Linked DNA regions of Zea mays: region 1 is linked to region 2. A link is a contact called in public Hi-C data. All regions are on one chromosome and are shown on one strand. The core of a region is the stretch at or near the end of the contact, and the rest is flanking DNA. Distances in the headings are between cores, read along the strand shown.

Region 1 (6,357 bases), core at 2,250-4,749, 270 kb after region 2:
CACGCTCACAGCTCTCCGTCCAGTACCACCTCGCGCCCGAGCACCGCCTCCCCCACCATCGAGGAGGCCGCCCCAAGCGTCGTCGCCGCCGCCGAGTCGTGGCTCACCGAATTGGCCAAGCCACTTTATCCAATTAGATGTAGCAAATTTTTGTGCTGCCAGTTAGAGCATGATAGAGACAAAGAGTGAGGTCAGTTGTTGCAATCTGATCTTTGATTATGTATCACTAGTAACGTTCGCGCGCCTTGCACGCGTGGGAAATAATTTGTAACTTTAGTATTGAAGATGGTTCATGTTAGTTGTGTTTTTTAGATAATATAGAGCATGAAAGACAATATAGAGCATAACAGGCTTATATATAAAATAGAGTTAAGTTAGATGTGCCAGGAGCTAATATGTTTGTTACAATATTTAAACCTAGATTGCTATATTTACACGAAATGTCTTTAAAGGAGTTGAGCAGACATATATAATTATACAGAGGGCATTTCACAACTTAAAAGGTTGTCGACGATCTGAGAAATTAAAATCTTCAGTTCTTGAAAGATTTGGTGTCTGTTTTTTTTCTTTGATGCGTTGCTGTCCCTGTTTGAACCTGTAGTTGGAAATAATGACAGGCGGTTTTTAAAAGATAATAAAAAATCAAGCAAGCAGAAAAGGAAGTAATCGAAATGTTTAGTATAACTGGTTTTCATATTTAATTTCTATATTCAAGAAGCATATAGATGAGTGCATTGTCTTATGGTAGTAGATGAAGTCCTTTTAAAATGAGTTTTGTAGTAGATGGAAGAGTGTGAGCACCATGTAATAGCTAGGAATAAACTTGTTAAAATTTGTTGTGTCGATGTTCAGAGTATTATAGAGGAAAACAGGAAAAATAAAGGCATCTCCACATAAAACAGCAGTTTCATCACAAAGTATTTTTATTTTTTCAGTTTGAATGCATTGCCGATACCTTTCTCGTATTTGTGTGTATATGTGTACCTAAATTTATGTGTCTGTGTGAGGATTTGTGTATACAGAGACATGTACACAGCAGGATACGTAGATGCATAATTGTTGTGTAATAAAATATAAGCGGCGGATTGCATATATTTTTCAATGAATAGCATATTTAGGAAGCCTGAAGCTTTGTATATATTCACTATCCGAGTAGTAATACCTGGTCCTTTAGGGGATGTAACGTTTCAAAAGCAAGCTACGATTGTTCCAAGTGCTTCAGCGACCTGTTTCATTTGGGCCAAATCAAATTATAAATTGTTATATGTACGTTAAATAATTTTTAGAAGAAAGGATAACCAATTTATATGTTGGTATATGTAGTACGTAAACATATTAGGCAAAAGTATTTTGTTTATGATTTGCTGGGTGTACGAACCTGATCTTGATAGAAAAAGCAGGATGTAAAAATATATCCTCGATGGTTCAAAGCAACGAAACGACCTGGCGAGAGGGCCTGCAACATGTGGAATTAACAGATCAAATCTTGTTGTGTACATTAATGGCAATGAAAAATAGGACTATGATGGTGCTTACTAAACAAATCAAGTTTAGCTAAGAACTAAGAGGGAGTCGCCAAAGTGAAATCAAATCTTCTCTGGTGAACATAAGATTCTAGCATTTGCTTATCCTATACAGATTAACGTAAGGAGAACGGTGAGAGTGGCTACTTCTGCTTTTCATGTCAGACGACTAGGCTCCTTTTCGATCTCTCATTTTTCACCTACATGTTCTTTTTCCCCTCGAGCGAGCAGCGACAATAGGCCAGCAGCTGGGACCGAATCGAACCGGAAGGTGAAGAGCTGTTGCCATGCCGATGCTAGGATCTGACCAGAATAATTAACACTGCATTTTTTGAGTAATTGAAGAAACCTTTTGAAATTGACTTGTGCAATGCCGGTGCTAGGATTTGGCCAGAATAATTAGTGTTGCAATTTTGAGTAATTAAAGAACCATTTTGACTTGCACAACAAAGAAACCAGCCAGTAATAAGCATACTATTTTGCAGGACCGGGAGAGGGGACTTTGCGTATCGGCTCTGCAAATGGTGGCAGAAGAACGGGGGCGACAATGTCCGTTCCCCACTCCAACCCACAAAGGTACAACGTCTATTCGAAATCACCACAAAACCCTAGCGAACAGAAATAACGGAGAAGAGGAAGCATGGGAGGATGTTGACGGACACGCGCTTACTATGCAGCGAGGGAGACGATCGGGACCAGGAGTGTCGCTGATATCGTCGGAAGAAGAAACCGCCGGGAACCACGGTCGACGGAGGCGGCTTGGGCTTATGCGAGGGAGGCGGCCAGGTCAACGGGCTGTTTTTTTACTTACTCATGAACATTGGCGCAAGTGCAGCAGGTCCGAGCTCCAAAATGATTTAAGGGGAAAACCTATCTCCTCTATATCCTCGTCCTCCCAGATCAATACAGCCATAGGAGCTCTCCGGCACCCGCCCCGCTGTAGATCCAAATCAGGTGGACCTTCTCTCGTCGTGGTTAGGGAGAAGAGCGAGGGCGAGGGAGACATTGATGACGTGTTGGACGAACCTGTACCAACTGTGGAGACAGACGGAGCACACGAGGAGAGAGGACACACGGCTGTTGGTCCCCGACGTCGCCCTCACCCTCGCTGGGGACGCCAGGCCGTTTGAGAGGCCCTTCTGGGAGACAACGGAGGCGAGCTATTCATACATTTGTTTTACTGGAAGGTTCCAAACGCAAACAGACAGAGAAGAAATCGCGTCCGTTCATCAAACATCGTGTGCACGTTTTTTTTCCAGCCCACGTGGACGCACGGACGAGAGCGTTTGCGTCCCGCTTTGTATAGTAGTAATTTGGAAAAGCAGACACTTTTAGGCTATTCCTAGTGAAAGTTTCATTGCACGATTACGATTTTCAAAAGTAACATCAATTTTTGTCTATGAAACCGTGTATCCTGAGTTTCATCTGGATGAAACTCTCACTTCTCCCATAAAACTCCATCTTTCTTATCATAAATATCGTATCATATCATTAAATATGGTAATGTGTTATCTCATTTAATGAGAATGAAACTATATTTAATGAGAATGAAACTATATTTAATGAGAATGAAACTATGATAAAACTCCCGCCGGGAATGACCTTACGCCGTCTTGCTCTAGCTCGAAGCCACTCTCCTGCCGCCGCGTAGCTTATTAGCTCGTTGAGTAGTCCAAGGAACACAAGCCAATCTTGGCTGCTCTGACTTTGAACCTGACCTCAGAAGTCAAAAGCACATGTGAAAACTGATGACAAGTCACGGCTACGCATCAAGAATCTCCATGGAAAATGGTTCGCGTGCCTTATTTTAGTTCTCTGCCAACAGCCTTTCCCATTGTATCCCCTATTTCAAATTCCACTTAAAATTAATATTTTGCACGGTTATCTTCTATCTTCTATTTTAAACTTTAATTAAAACTAATATTTTACACACTATATATTATTATTATATATACACGGTGTGGTGGCCATAGCATATGGGGGAAAATATGGTATAGAGCCTCAGCTCTGCAAATCGCGAACTCAAGCCCAAGCTGTCAGTCTGTGGCATCCTCGATAGGCGATTCTCAATCCACCGCCAACATGTCCGGCAGCACGGCGCCGCCGCACGTCGTGGAGGACTTCTTAGGCGTCATCCAGATCTTCAGCGATGGTTCCATCGTCCGCGGCGACGAGTCGACCATCATGCCGGCAGGGCCGTGCCCGGACGTCCCCGGCGTCCAGTGGAAGGACGCCGTGTACGAGGCGACTCGCGGCCTCAAGGTCCGCGTGTACAAGCCGCCGCCGACCCCCGGCGGCGGCAACCAGGGCAAGCTCCCGGTGCTGGTGTACTTCTACGGAGGGGGCTACTGCGGCGGCGCCTACGACCACCCCTTGTTCCACTCCTGCTGCCAGCGCTTCGCCGCCGAGCTCCCCGCCGTCGTGCTCTCAGTCCAGTACCGCCTCGCCCCGGAGCACCGCCTCCCCGCGGCGGTAGAGGACGGCGCGGCGTTCTTCTCCTGGCTGCGCGCGCAGGCGCAGGCGCAGCCTGCTGCACCGGGCGCCGCCGACCCGTGGCTCGCCGAATCGGCCGACTTCTCCCGGACGTTCGTGTCCGGCGGGTCGGCCGGCGCCAACCTGGCCCACCACATCGTGGTCCGGATCGCCTCTGGGCAGATCGCGCTCGGCGCCGCGGTGCGCGTCGCCGGGTATAGGGCTGGAAAAAAAGCTCGAGCTCGACGAGCTGGCTCGGGCTCGCGGCAGCTCGGCTCGGCTCGGACCGGCTCGACGCTCCGAACGAGCCCGAGCCGAGCCTGTTTTTCTGGCTCGTGAAAAGAGCGAGCCAGCTCGGCTCGGCTCGGTGCAGCTCGCGAGCTGGCTCGTGGCTCGACCCAACAACAATTTGTTACATATAATCTTAATTAGCATATAATATTAATATCGAGTAGACAATTAATTTATGTTATTTGAAATTACTATACAAAAATAATCTATTTTATATATTATATTAGTGATATATCTATTTTACTAATTTAAAATATGTTATTTAAAATATTTTTAAGATTTTATATTATAATTTAGAGAGTAGATTTAATTTTATGCCTAGGCTCGTTGGCTCGGCGAGCCGGCTCGCGAGCCAGGAGCGAGCCGAGCCGAGCCGCTTTTTCGAGCTCGTGAGATGGGCGAGCCGAGCCGAGCTCGGCTCGTTACACGAGCGAGCCGCAGCGAGCCGAGCTCGGCTCGGCTCGTGCCGTCCTCTTCTCCGCATTCTTTGGCAGCGTCGAGCGCGTGGCGACGGAGTCCGATCCCCCGGCCGGCGTGTACCTGACGGTGGAAACGATTGACCAGCTCTGGCGCATGGCGCTGCCGGTGGGGGCCATCCGGGACCACCCGCTGGCGAACCCGTTCGGCCCGGGCAGCCCGAGCCTGGAACCGCTGCCGCTGCCGCCGGCGCTCGTCGTGGCGCCCGAGCGCGACGTGCTGCACGGCCACGTGTGGCGCTACGCCGCCAGGCTCAGGGAGATGGGGAAGCCCGTGGAGCTCGCCGAGTTCGCGGGAGAAGGGCATGGCTTCTCTGTCGGACCGTGGAGCGAGGCGAGGGATGAGCTGATGCGAATCTTGAAGCGCTTCGTGAACCAGGGCGCTGCTCTCGGCTGAGGTGAATTTGTCGCTATTGCCTTAGGCTGAGTCCAGTGCACAGCCTCTCTCTCGCCCCTGCCACGTCAGCTCTCGCCTCCACTCTCACTTCTGCTGCTCCAGTGCACAGGCTGTAGCAGGCTATAGCCTCAGCCCATAACCACATCAGCTTTTCTATTTCAGGATTAAATAATTCACACAGATTTATTTCAACGCTTACAAATCACACAACATAATATTTTTTATTGAATTTAAAATTACAAAGTGTATAATAATTAAAAGAAAAGTACATGACAATTAAAAAATTACATAACAATTAATAGAAAATTACATAAATCTAATTATGACCTCCAACAGGTAGGGATATTTATAGATGGATTGGAAATGAAATTTGTGATTTTTTGCAATTTTTTTTTTGAATTTTTTGGACTCCAAACGGTAAAAAACGGCTAGTCCACGTGGCACACGTGGACCAATCACGTCGCGCCACCGCACTCTCGCCCGCCTCACTCTCGCCCCGTCAGTGCGTCGCCCCCCTCTCGCCTCCCTCTCGCCTCCCTCTCGCCCAGACGCGCGCGCCAACGCGGGCGAGAGCGGGGCGATATCGCCCGCTCTCGCCGGGCGTGAGTGCCGTCGCCCTCTCTCTCCCTCTCGCCTGCCTATCGCCTCGCGCGGGGCGGTAGAGGGCCCTTCTCGCCTCCCTTCTAGCCCCCATTGGCACCAGCCTTAGTCCAGCTCGCAGTTGACACGTCGCAATAAGAACCTGTACCTGGAATGGACAGTGATGTTCACATTTATCGTTTTTTTCTCCCTCATATATAATTGATGAAACTTTCGTTTAGGAGGTTGTAAAAAATTAAATTTCTTTGAGGAAGGAGTAATTTAGAGGAATTTTAGCAGGTGTTCTGTCGTGGTGTTCTGTCGTTTCTTGTGTCTTTAAACAGATTGGGAATTGGAGGCTGTTTGATAGGGCTCCAAAGCAAAATTTAAAGAGTCGACAGACGGCAGCTAAACAATTTAACTTCAGGGTTTCAAACTTCATAGATTTTTAAGTGGTATAGTATAATTTTTTAGAGTATCTCATTTGCTACTCCAATTTTTTTTTGAAAGGAAGGGGTAAAAGACTTGCCGCTCCGATATATATTAGATTAGAGAAGAAAGAAAGGGAGAATACAAAACCCAAGCAACTGGAGGGAAGAAACAAAGCAAAAAAAAAAAT
Region 2 (6,571 bases), core at 3,391-5,890:
GCCGTCGCCGTGCTCCTCAACAGCGGGAACCTCGTCCTCCTCGACGCATCCAACTCCAGCTCCACCGCGGCGGCGGCGCCACGCCGCACGCTGTGGCAGAGCTTCGACCACCCGACCGACACGCTGCTGCCCAGCGCCAAGCTCGGGCTCAACAGGGCCACGGGCGCGAGCAGCCGCCTCGTGTCCAGGCTGAGCTCGGCCACCCCGTCCCCGGGGCCCTACTGCTTCGAGGTCGACCCCGTCGCTCCCCAGCTCGTGCTCAGGCTCTGCGACTCATCGCCCGTCACCACCTACTGGGCCACCGGCGCGTGGAACGGCAGGTACTTCAGCAACATCCCGGAGATGGCCGGGGACGTGCCCAACTTCCACCTCGCGTTCGTCGACGACGCGAGCGAGGAGTACCTCCAGTTCAACGTGACCACCGAGGCGACCGTGACGCGCAACTTCGTCGACGTCACCGGCCAGAACAAGCACCAGGTGTGGCTCGGCGCGTCCAAGGGCTGGCTGACGCTCTACGCGGGGCCCAAGGCGCAGTGCGACGTGTACGCTGCGTGCGGGCCGTTCACGGTCTGCAGCTATACCGCGGTGCAGCTCTGCAGCTGCATGAAGGGCTTCTCGGTGAGGTCGCCGATGGACTGGGAACAGGGTGACCGGACAGGAGGGTGCGTTAGAGATGCTCCACTGGATTGCAGTACTGGTAACAACAGCAATGCCAGCGCGCCATCTTCAACGTCCGATGGCTTCTTCTCCATGCCTAGCATTGGGTTGCCTGACAACGGGCGTACCTTGCAGAACGCGAGGAGTTCAGCTGAATGCTCAACGGCATGTCTGACCAACTGCTCCTGCACTGCGTATTCCTATGGTGGCAGCCAGGGGTGCCTCGTTTGGCAGGGTGGGTTGCTCGACGCGAAACAGCCGCAAAGCAACGACGCCGACTATGTTTCCGACGTAGAAACTCTTCATCTTCGTCTCGCTGCAACAGAGTTTCAGACATCAGGACGCAGGAAAAGAGGAGTGACCATCGGTGCCGTCACCGGTGCGTGCGCTGCTGCCTTGGTTTTGCTGGCGCTGGCAGTAGCAGTGATCATCCGTAGGAGGAAGAAAACCAAGAACGGTCGAGGGGCTGCTGCCGGTGGTGGGCTCACGGCCTTTTCATACCGAGAGCTGCGTTCCGCGACCAAGAATTTCTCTGAAAAGCTCGGGCAAGGTGGCTTCGGCTCCGTCTTCAAGGGGCAGCTGCGTGACTCCACGGGCGTTGCGGTGAAGAGGCTCGACGGCAGCTTCCAGGGAGAGAAACAGTTCAGAGCTGAAGTGAGCTCCATCGGCGTCATCCAGCACGTCAACCTGGTGAGGCTGGTCGGCTTCTGCTGCGAGGGCGAGAGACGGTTCCTCGTCTACGAGCACATGCCGAACCGGTCCCTCGACATCCACCTGTTCCAGAGCGGCGGCGGCGTGTTCCTGGACTGGAGCACCCGGTACCAGATCGCCGTCGGCGTCGCCAGGGGCCTCTCCTACCTCCACGACGGCTGCCGGGACCGCATCATCCACTGCGACGTCAAGCCAGAGAACATCCTGCTGGGCGCGTCGCTGCTCCCCAAGATCGCCGACTTCGGGATGGCCAAGTTCGTCGGGAGGGACTTCAGCCGGGTGCTCACCACGATGAGGGGCACCAAGGGCTACCTCGCGCCGGAGTGGATCGGCGGGACGGCCATCACGCCCAAGGTCGACGTGTACAGCTACGGCATGGTGCTGCTGGAGCTCGTGTCGGGGAGGAGGAACGCCGGCGAGCAGTACTGCACGGCCAGTGGCTCTGGTGACGACGACGCCGCGCGGGAGGAGCTCGCGTTCTTCCCCATGGAAGCTGCGAGGGAGCTCGTCAAGGGGCCTGGCGTAGTCAGCGTCAGCAGTCTGCTGGATGGCAAGCTCTGCGGCGACGCCGATCTCGTGGAGGTGGAGAGAGCCTGCAAGGTGGCATGCTGGTGCATCCAGGACGACGAGGCCGACCGGCCGACCATGGGGGAGGTGGTTCAGATACTGGAGGGCGTCTTGGACTGCGACATGCCACCCCTGCCGAGGTTGCTGGAGACCATATTTGGGAGACCACACTCGTCAACAGAACAACAGACAACTACGGTTTCAGGCACGTCAACGTCACAACCCTTTACTAGTGGGAGTGGATCACACAATTAATTTGTCCGTGTATAATAATTTTTTAATCGAATATCAATATAACTGTTGTATATTTGGTCTTAGAAAGAATAAAAAAGAACAGTTGTATAGTTCTGTACGAAATTGGAGTTCTGCGGCTAAAATCTATTAGCAATGCACGTAATTTTGAATCCTGGTTAATTTTCTTTTTATAGAGATAGTGTTAAACTCGGTTAAAAAGTTATCATTCGGAGCATGTCTTTGCTGTTCTTTTTCTTTTCTTCGCTTTCTTTTTATGATCGAGATCTATATAAATAGATGTCTAATACAAGAAAAAACAGTGGGGTTTGCACAACACCAAAAAATCCAGAGTATTCATTGTGTTTTTAAGAGTTCATTATGATTAGTTTATTCTTATCGGAGCTTCGATCGTCACCGAAGAAAAGTTTCGATTCACAACTGGTATAGAATCCATGACATATAGGGATGGATGGCAAGCGCGACACTAAGTGCAGTGTCGTGATTTATCGCATTGTCATGGAGACATATGCCTCGGGATTTAGTTTCCCATACTCACACGCGCTATTTTCTAATTATCTGATTAATTGTGATTAATCGAGTGATCTTAAATGCACAGCCTAGAGGTAACGATGTGATCAGTGTGATAGAACCTGTAGGGTGAAAACAGAAACGGTAATTTTTAGATACCGGAAATCATTTTCGAAGTTTTGCCGAAATTTAGATGTAAATGGAAATATTTACTGAAAATACGGAAACGAAATCGGTAGAAAAAATAGGAATCAGAAGCGGAAACGGTTTGGGCTCTTTCGACTGTTTCCGAAAATTACTGTTTTATTCGGTATTTTACCGTTATTAATAAATTCGGTATTTTTCAGAAAAATATTAAATTTGAACTTACCTTTATAAATTCATAATAAAATTATCTTAGCTTAGAAAAATATGAAACTAATTTTAATATTTTCCTAAAATCAAGATCTATCTAATAATATATAATTTAGAATTGTTTGAAACTTTTATAAATCTTATTTATTTTTCTTACATGTTATTACTCTTAATACATATATTCATAATTTGCACGAGAACTTAAGAATAACCAAGAGAACACTAATTATATTGACTATGCCAAGTAGTAGGAGTATAAATAGAATGTAATTGTCATAGTATTATACACATCTTGATTCTACTTTATTTAAATACATAATAATTATTTTATTATTGTATCTACCTTATATATTTAATGTGACCTTATATCTTATATATTATTACTAATTTTATATATGAATGTATGACTTGCGTGAATTTTTGAAATCAATTGAAGATATATGTTATAATTTTTATCAATCGAATTTTAGATTCTGAGCCTAACAGATGTAATTTTCATACCAAACTTTCGTTTTCGATCTTTCCGAATTACCGATGTTATTTTTGTTTTCAGAGTTACCGTTTTCGATGAAAAATATGAAAACGAAAATAATTTTAGTGTTTACCTATTGTTTTCTATCATTTTACTCCTAGGAACCTGCTCGTCCAACTAATCGTTTGGGGATTTTGGTCCACTTCAATTTGTACCAATCATTTTTGGCCCACACAAAGCACTTGCGCGTACAGTTTAAAACATTGCACAGCTTACACTTCGCGCCTTTGTGACTTCGATTCATTTTTACAATTCTACTGACGCAGCAGAGTAGCGGATTTATTTCTGTTGGAAGTTGGGGCAGAAAGCGGTAACAAGTAGCACTGTTCAGTTCCAGAAGCATAACCGCATAAACAAACGCTAAAATAATAGTAACAATCGCATTCGTAGTAGGAAGAACAGAACAAGCAGCACGGATGTCAGTATCACGGGGGGCACTGCATCGAAACCAACAGAACATTCCTAGTTTCCTACCCACAACCCCAATATAACACGCAGTAGTTCCTCGCCTACTACAGTAGTTCTTCCCGCTACAGAAATCAGGAAGCGAAGGAATCGCAGTAGAGACCGGGGGTGCTCAGGCCCTCTCGCCCCGGATGCGGCGCGCGAGCTGGATGTCTTTGGGCATGATGGTGACGCGCTTGGCGTGGATGGCGCAGAGGTTGGTGTCCTCGAAGAGGCCCACGAGGTAGGCCTCGGCGGCCTCCTGCAGCGCGGCCACGGCGGAGGACTGGAACCGGAGGTCCGTCTTGAAGTCCTGCGCGATCTCCCGCACCAGCCGCTGGAACGGCAGCTTCCGGATCAGCAGCTCCGTGCTCTTCTGGTACTTGCGGATCTCCCGCAGCGCCACGGTGCCCGGGCGGAAGCGGTGCGGCTTCTTCACGCCCCCCGTGGCCGGCGCCGACTTGCGCGCCGCCTTGGTCGCCAGCTGCTTCCGCGGCGCCTTGCCGCCCGTCGACTTGCGCGCCGTCTGCTTCGTGCGGGCCATCGCTGCCGGCGGGGATTAGCTTGGGAGTGAGCGGCGAGGGGGGTTCGGATGGTTTGAGAGATGGGGCGCCTTGCAAGCTGTGTGATGCGGTCTGCCGTCGGAGGGGGCTTTGGGTTTATACTGGTGGCAGAGGGTGTGCTTGCCTGCTTGGGCGGGCACGCTGGGATGGCGAAAATTTTCGGAAGCGCTGGGCGCTGGCGCGGGCGGCGGACAACTATGGGTCGTTGGATTGGGAATTGGGATGGAGGGCGAGGGTGTCGCTGCTGCCTGCTGGCGGGGTCGATCCGCGTGTTGAGTGATCTGCGAGGTGATTGGCTGGGACGGCTTCGATGCGGATCGCCAGCCTCACCTAGTGCCCAATTCCCCGGGCCAGTTCTACGAATGTTGGGCTGTCTGCTGGGCTTCACGCAGCCCATCGTGGAGCGTCATTCGGACCTCAAAATTTCACGGCCGAAATGGTAGCCCGGTTAAGCGCATAAGCACACACAGTAGTCCAGCCCACCGTGGCGTGTGATGCACGCAGTGATTACATTTTTGTTATGTAAATTCCGAAAACCATTTTTTTACGAAAGTTTGATTTTATATTTTAAAATTTTAAACTGAAATACATAAAAACCTGTAGCGGTTTTCGTATCTTGTATATATCGGACCGAAAACGAGAAATATAGCATGAAACATGACTTCTGAATCGAGAAGTTTAACCATTGATGCAGGTCCTCTTTAGTAGGGCTCTTTCAAAGTCTCTTCCAAATTCCAAAGGCTCTTTAAAAAAATCTACCAAATAGTAGGCTTCTCAGTTAGCTTCTCCGTAAAAATAAAGGAGCTACTCCCATAAACCGAGCGAAGTCGAGAACCCAAAAAAGATGCTTCTCCTTCTCTCTTTTGTCCTCTCTCCTTCAAAAGGAGGAGCTGCATTTTCTAACCAAATGAGGTGCTCCTCTGAGGGCTCTTCCTAAAAATAAGGAGGGAACATTTTTTTCATAGAAGCAGAGAGAGAGGTGGAATTGTTGATGCAAGAGCCTCTGTAATAGTTTGATGGCCAAATATGCAAGCACAATGCACCGATACCATGTCTAAGACGCAAGTCCAGCACGGACACAATCGGCCCGATTGGTTTGCCTGCAGCCTTGGCGTCTGGCTCACGCAATCCTGCATCGATTGATACAGATGTTTCTTACTTCCCCGCGCATACAGGCTAATGAGCGTATAAAGGTCTAGCCTACACCTGCGCGACAAGCTCAGACGCTACCATGCAGCCAACCAATCACACGCCCAGCTACGGTCAACGCATGCACGGGACCTGCACGCAGGAGCTCGTCCAACCAATCATGCAGAATATGATGGTGCAGTGTGGCCTAGTCAATTTCTACCTCTAGATAAATACATGATGAATTAGAATTGTTTGATGCACAATACAAGCATATAAGAAAACATCTCCCTCCCAAACCCTAACTTCACATTCTCTCCTCTCTTTCACGACAATGTGCAACAATGTATGTGCATCCACGTGTGACATAGGCGTAGGCATGTGGCATAGGCGTGTGGCAGCCAACAGGGAGCACAACCCTCCACAACGATGGTGGCGCACAGTCGAAGGCGAGTCTACACAGATGTGACACATCCACAACTTGGAGAGCCTTACTAAAGAGGCTGCAATAGTGCGATGGCCAAATAGGTTACTCATGAAAGTCGCCTAGAGGGGGGGTGAATAGGCGGAACCTGAAAATTAAAACTTTATCCCCCAACTAGATCCCTTGATTAGTGGTTAGAACAAGATATACAAATATAGGAGTATATAAACTAAGTTCTTGCTTGGAAAGAGTATTGCTAAATAATGCGGGAGTGATAAATCAATACAACTAATAAGTTATAGAATAACAAAGCAAGAAGCCTTTAGATGAGAAGAGCACTAGGACAAGTTCTTTCTTGCAACGTGTTGCTTCACTAAATGGGAATTTAACTTGAAGCAACACCAAATGATATTAGCAAATAATGGTGCA

What was found. A called contact is a pair of places that touch in the nucleus more often than the background predicts.
Region 1: a Hi-C map of tassel shows a contact between it and region 2, with 2.8 times the contacts expected there. The contact joins the promoter of LOC103649745 here to the promoter of LOC100192589 in region 2. A contact is called at or near these places in 2 of 25 Hi-C or Micro-C datasets (ear and tassel).

Annotation. Positions count from the first base shown.
Region 1 is chr3:15,691,673-15,698,029 of Zm-B73-REFERENCE-NAM-5.0, forward strand. It overlaps LOC103649745 (probable carboxylesterase 15), which reads left to right and starts at 3,500. Exons shown (of 1, transcript XM_035966152.1): 1 at 3,500-5,351. The coding sequence starts at 3,606. The coding sequence ends at 4,334. LOC118476634 (probable carboxylesterase 15) reads left to right here and starts at 4,695. Exons shown (of 2, transcript XM_035966153.1): 1 at 4,695-5,160. The coding sequence starts at 4,695. The coding sequence ends at 5,159. LOC103649744 (a long non-coding RNA gene) reads right to left here and starts at 2,674. Exons shown (of 5, transcript XR_563681.3): 1 at 2,550-2,674; 2 at 1,379-1,456; 3 at 1,163-1,226; 4 at 497-595; 5 at 1-155.
Region 2 is chr3:15,422,442-15,429,012 of Zm-B73-REFERENCE-NAM-5.0, forward strand. LOC100192589 (Histone H3.2) reads right to left here and starts at 4,641. Exons shown (of 1, transcript NM_001137804.2): 1 at 3,881-4,641. The coding sequence starts at 4,571. The coding sequence ends at 4,161. It overlaps LOC103651777 (G-type lectin S-receptor-like serine/threonine-protein kinase At2g19130), which reads left to right. Exons shown (of 1, transcript XM_008677477.4): 1 at 1-2,363. The coding sequence ends at 2,190.